Regions from separate parts of the Zea mays genome. Here region 2 is linked to region 1. A link is a contact called in public Hi-C data. All regions are on one chromosome and are shown on one strand. Each heading gives the region's core, a stretch centred on a gene start, on an enhancer-like site or on the middle of the called end of the contact. The rest is flanking DNA. Distances are from core to core; before and after follow the strand shown. Region 1 holds the start of sbp20 (SBP-transcription factor 20). Region 2 overlaps LOC103656035 (protein ILITYHIA).

Evidence for each region. Hi-C and Micro-C count contacts between places; a contact is called where the count stands out from the background.
Region 2: a contact with region 1 is called in a Hi-C map of root tip, with 5 times the contacts expected there. The contact joins the enhancer-like site here to the promoter of sbp20 in region 1. A contact is called at or near these places in 4 of 25 Hi-C or Micro-C datasets (ear, leaf, root tip and 1 more).

The regions. Positions count from the first base shown.
Region 1 is chr4:246,389,292-246,391,991 of Zm-B73-REFERENCE-NAM-5.0, reverse strand. It overlaps sbp20 (SBP-transcription factor 20), which reads left to right and starts at 1,449. Exons shown (of 6, transcript NM_001175227.1): 1 at 1,449-1,637; 2 at 1,763-1,996; 3 at 2,305-2,700. The coding sequence starts at 2,379. It overlaps LOC103656034 (a long non-coding RNA gene), which reads right to left and starts at 1,585. Exons shown (of 2, transcript XR_004857988.1): 1 at 1,436-1,585.
Region 2 is chr4:246,562,641-246,565,372 of Zm-B73-REFERENCE-NAM-5.0, reverse strand. LOC103656035 (protein ILITYHIA) reads right to left here. Exons shown (of 61, transcript XR_002269368.3): 56 at 1,823-2,017; 57 at 1,572-1,739; 58 at 1,351-1,483; 59 at 1,083-1,167; 60 at 795-1,005; 61 at 292-695. Among protein-coding and RNA genes, the nearest start is that of LOC100274330, 7.0 kb to the left of the region's middle. Within about 2 kb of position 1,267, at least 3 of the 20 cell types and tissues checked have an H3K27ac peak or open chromatin away from gene starts, as enhancers often do. A contact at or near this core is called in root tip, where this site is marked.

The DNA of each region.
Region 1 (2,700 bases), core at 200-2,699:
TGTTGTCAGTATCATGCAAACCCTTCTCCTCTGTAACCCTTTCACCCCCATTCTGACAGCTTATATGTTGTCAGTATCATGCTGCCATACTCTTCAGAAACCTTCGTGGCAGTTCGGTTCTGCTCCTGCGTAGAATCAACACGGAGACGGGAGGGCAACGCTGTTCTTGCTGGGGCGAAGAGTGTGGTGTGGCTACGCAAATGCGCAACGGGGCCAGGGCCACCGAGAGCACTACGAGCGAGGCCAGGGACGTACAGACAGACAGGCAGGCAGACAGTTCAGATCTGATGAGCCTGCACTGCACCTTGAATGACCAGGAACAGGCCGGGAGGCACCCAGATCTCGTGGCGCCCGAGTTTACAGGGTCGCAGCCCTTTGCTGAACCGTTAAATTAACAACAAAAAACGCAGGGCCAGGAGCATCTCGTACGCCAAGAAGTCAGATTTGCAGCACAGCACATTACACGCGCAAGTGGCCTCATGCATATATGGCACCAGCAATGGCAGCAAACCCCTTTGAGTTCAGCTGTGTGAGTGTGAGTGTGTGACGGAGACGAGGGGGGCTTGGCTGGTTGTGGTTGCTGTCGTTTCGGAATCTGGATTTATTAGGAGACAGGCGCCCGTGCGCCTGTCGTCCCGGAGTTTACGGGCGTGTTCGGCTGGCTGCAAGCCGACACTGTTGCAGCTGTTTGGACTGCTGCAGCTGCAATCCATAGAGAGAAAAATACTGTAGAAGCCGCAGCCGCAGCCGGATTGCAGCCGCAGCAAGCCGCAGCGAACAAGCTGTACGCCTTCTGCTTCCCGGTCGTTTTCGACAAACGGCGGCTTCTCCTGCTGGTCGCATCTCTCTCTCTCTGTTCCCGTCCCAGATGGCGAGGGTCGCCACTGTTGTCGATCCACTCATGTCCACCACTCTTTTAGCTGGAGGAGTACAGCGGCACAGTGCGGAGGCGCCACTCTCTACGATCCTTCCATAAGTGGCAACACGAGCCTTGCCATCAGGGTCCTGGAAATCCGGCAAGAAAAGGAGGGGCAGGGTCCTTTCGTGGCACTGGACTCGTCGCACGTACGGCACTGGCTGGCCACCCGTGGACGTGGCGTAGTAGTGGTGGGCTAGTGGCCGCCCGCCGTAGGACGGTGGGGTGGGGGTAGCTGGAAGAAGATCCGAGGCAGCTGCCAGTGGTTTCTGTAACATGCAGCCGCAGCAGCAGTAACTAGTGAGCCCTACCAGTACCAGTGCCTGCGCTGTGCTTGGGGGTCAGGGACGGCCATGTGCCTTTCTGCCATGCCATGGTGGTTGTGGCTGCGGAGGAGGCAGCCCGCAGCCAGAGCCCAGAGCCAGCAGCCAGCCACTGCAGAGCGATGGACAGAGAGAGAGAGAGAGAATGAGAGATGGATGCAAAAGCAAAACAAAAGGCCGGCCATATCGCGCGTACTGTACTGCTGTGTCGATAATTGGGGGAGTCTTGTCTTCCTCATCTGCTCCCCTTTCCTCGCCGCTCTGCCTCGCCTTTTGGGTTTCTGAGAGGCGCTGCGCTGGTTTGCCTTCCCCACTGCTCGCTCTGCCGGTCGCCGCCGTGGAAGAGCTACACCACGACGAGACACAGGTTCTCTCGACCCGTCATCACCCACAGCGAGGTGAGATTCTCGCTAAAAGATCGGGCGGACGGAGGGCGTGGCGGCGGTTGCCAGTTACCTGCTGCCACGATGCCGCCGGAGGCCCGGAGTTGCTGTTGACGACTTGGCGATGCTGTGGTTTCCAGGCTGAGCGGAGAGGAGACGAAGAGAGGAACAGGGTACACAGATCTCAAGAAGCTCCATGAGGGCGAACCTGTGCCCCGGCGCGCGAGGCTGAGCTTCTTGCACGCTGCGCCCACCCCGAGCTCGCCGATGCGCCGCCGCCGCAGCAGCCGCAGCCACGGCTGTCCAGCCGGCGTGCTGACCTGACGCGGACTGACCTAGACGCAGGTTGCCCTGTCCGTTCCCTTTTTTTTCTGGTGAGTACTTTGGCCTTGCCTTTTGCTGCAGCGCCTTGACTGGCGTACTCGTGGGTGTGGGTTATGTTCCCTTGCCTCTCTCTCTTGGTGCTGCTACACTATGTTCTGTTCTTGCCGTGATCGACGATTCCTCTGTTAAAAGTTCAACGGTTCTGTTCTTGCAACCTCGCGTACTTACCCTGCGAACCTAATCATGATGCATAACTGAGTGCCCCAGCCCCCAGATATGCTTGTTCTTACCCGAACCCTTTCTGCTCTTTAACCTGCTTCTCTCTTCCTTTTTGTTGTTGTTGTTGTTGTTGTTTCAGAGTTAGCCGCTTCGGCAGGCAAGTAGGACGAGGAGCAGCAGCTCAGATTTCGGATCCTGGCACTGGCAACTGGCATGGGCTCGTTTGGGATGGACATGGACTGGAACCAGAAGGCCTCCGTGCTGCTGTGGGACTGGGAGAACCTGCCGCCCGCAGCCGCAAACGGGAGCGAGAGCCACAGGACGACCGCTGCCGCGCCTCAGTTCGCGGGCCTTGAGGCCACAGGGCATGAACCGGCGCCTTCTTCCGTATCCTCGTCAATCCATTCTCTGCCCAGTGCCAAGGGGAACAAGAACAAGAACAACATGGAGCTCATCAGTTTCGCACCTGCCAAAGCGCCCGACAAGGACACTGGTTCGGTGCTCAGCAGCGGAGAGCCGGTGGTGCTAGGCCTGA
Region 2 (2,732 bases), core at 18-2,517, 170 kb before region 1:
TCATTTAAAAGCAGCTTATCATTTCAGCAGCTTCTCAGAATACACTAAAAGCAGTTAACAAGCAGAAGCTGCTTTTCACCAGCTTATCAGATAAGCTGCTTTTTCAACAAGCAGCAGCTGTACCAAACAGGGCCTAAATAACGTCAACTCAGTGACAGTGAAGCCAAAAGTCTAAAGTGAGCCAGCCGATTTTTTATACTAAAGGGGTTGATACGCCTAAGTGGTGGTGAATTAAAAAAACTTAAAAACTTATTATCTAAGTCTAGATATTCATTCGGATATTATCCGACACAAATCCCAACTCGATAATATTTGCATTAATATCCGATGCCCAACTCGATAATATTTGCATTAATATCCAATGAGAAAATATGAAAACAAACATGGAACCAGTAATATACGTCCGATTACATTCCTATCCACATTGACGCCGCTCAGAGCAGTCTGTTCGTGGACTCCAGCGTTCAGGTACAGAGCAGAGAGCATGCTCAACAAGATGCCCAACGAGCTGTCCAGGGAAGGGCCTACCTTGCCCAAGGAGATCAACTGGGAGGAAGATGTGGTACGAACAATACTCGACGATATGATACTATATGGTATGCGTGGCTTACATTGACATGCGTTATCGTTGAACTGGGTGGTTGTGCTGTGCTCAAACTAACGAATCAGTCCTTGGTTGCAATACAACTTGTGTCCTGGAAATTGGTCCATTCAAATTGAGGTGAATATAAGTTCCGGGTCCGAACTATCTGGGAAAAACTGGGTAGACAGACTTCTTAGATTGAATAACTCACCATTGTTTGTCGATTTGCAAACGTTGTCACTTTTACCTGTTTGTTGTCAAAAAGGATGTACACAAAATGGGCCAGACAGAAAAAATGACCCCACATTCCGCTATCAATGTAGCTAACTATATGTAAAGATCATAACAACTGAACCGAAAAAAGATTGCTGTTGAGTAGAGTCTATGTCCTCTTGTCATCATCGCTGCTCTCACTACCATCACTGCAGAGGAGGAAAAGGAACAGAAAATTGTAATTGTCGATCCAACTCAATGAAACATGACAGCATCGCAAGCATACCTGTCCACGTCAAGCTTTGCGATTTTCTTCACTTCCAAGCCAGTCATCCCGAGGTACTTTTGTGCTGCTGTAACATTATCTGGCCCTGGAAATGGAGGCGGTAACGTTAAACAGTTCCTATCAGACAACCAAGTGCACAATAGCTATCCAAGTTTACAATAATCTTACCAAAAGCTCGTCATAAAGCTCATTACAAAGAGAACAGCGCTTGATAAGAAACGGTATCACATAGTAGCAGTAGGAAACAGAGAACAAGAAATGGAAGTACCTTTCGTTAACTGGAAAACATGAAGGGCGCAGCGTTCCGCAGCTAGACGTACAGGCATGCTAGAGTCCTTCAAAGCTTCAGCAATTGCCGGGCCCAATATAGAGTGATGTGTAGCAAGAGCTGAATGATTTGTCTACAGGAAGGAATCATTAAATTACCACCATGTCACCATGAATTAAGATACCACGTACATTGAGATAAAGAGGCTCCAATGATAAAACCTTTGCAGCAGCTTTGATACACGACAAAGATCTTCTCCTAACTTCACTTGAATCATCACGCAAGGCCAAGATAAGCAGCTGAACAAGTTGCAAGGTGCCAGCTTCTGGCTGTAGCTCAAAACAGAGTATCTTTCCCAGAGTTCTTGTAGCAACTTCACGAACAGGGAACTTCACACAGCACAGATAAGAGTTACAGACACCACAATAATAATTACAAACAAACGAGGCTTCTAACTTGATCCAATCAATACCTTGTCGTCTTTGAGAGAACCTTTCAAAAGATCGACCAGAGATGGAAAGGATGCCAAATGACACAATTTTGATGGAGAATGCATTGATATGTATGAGAACGATAACAAAGCACCATGTCTGGTACACCAGTCTGATGAAGTGCTCATGTTCAATAGGATTTGCACCAAATCTGAAATCTCTGTCTCCTCCATGTACTGTAAAGAAAGCATGGATATTACAGTCAATAAATGCAACTATTAGAGTAAGGGGCGTTTGGATCCATTTATTTTAGAGGAATTGAAATCCACTTAAGGCCTTGTTCGGTTTGAGGGGGATTAAATCCCTTCCTATTCAATTTTGAATAGGGAGGGATTTAGGGGCTGTTTGGTTCTATACCTATGGTGCAAAAAATTGTCACACAATTTTATGCCACACTTGCCTAAGGTGCCTAAGGTTAGACACTCAAATTTTGCGCCACAGTTTACCACGCCTAAGAGAATCTTGCAACACTTTTATTAGTCATTGACGAGTGGGACCTACGTAGCAGGAGAAAAATCTTGCCACAACTATGGCTTCAAACCAAACACATGCCTAACTTGGTCAAACTTGTCTAACCTTAGGCGTGGCAAACTATGACAAGTTAGGCAGCAAACCAAACAGCCCCTTAATCCCCCTCAATCCACCTCTAACCGAACAAGCCCTAATAGTGTGGGCTATTTAGCTTGGAATTTGACATTCCACCACTTTTCAAAGTTTAAATATAAGTCTATCTCAAATCCATATGGTGGGAAATGGAAATTAATTTTATGCATCACCAGGATATGTAATATGTTTCCACTTTTCGGGTTAGGCTTTTTTTAGCTTTGCCGTTGTTCTTTTCTCTCTTAATGAAATGACACACAGCTCCTACATAGTACGAGAAAAAAAATC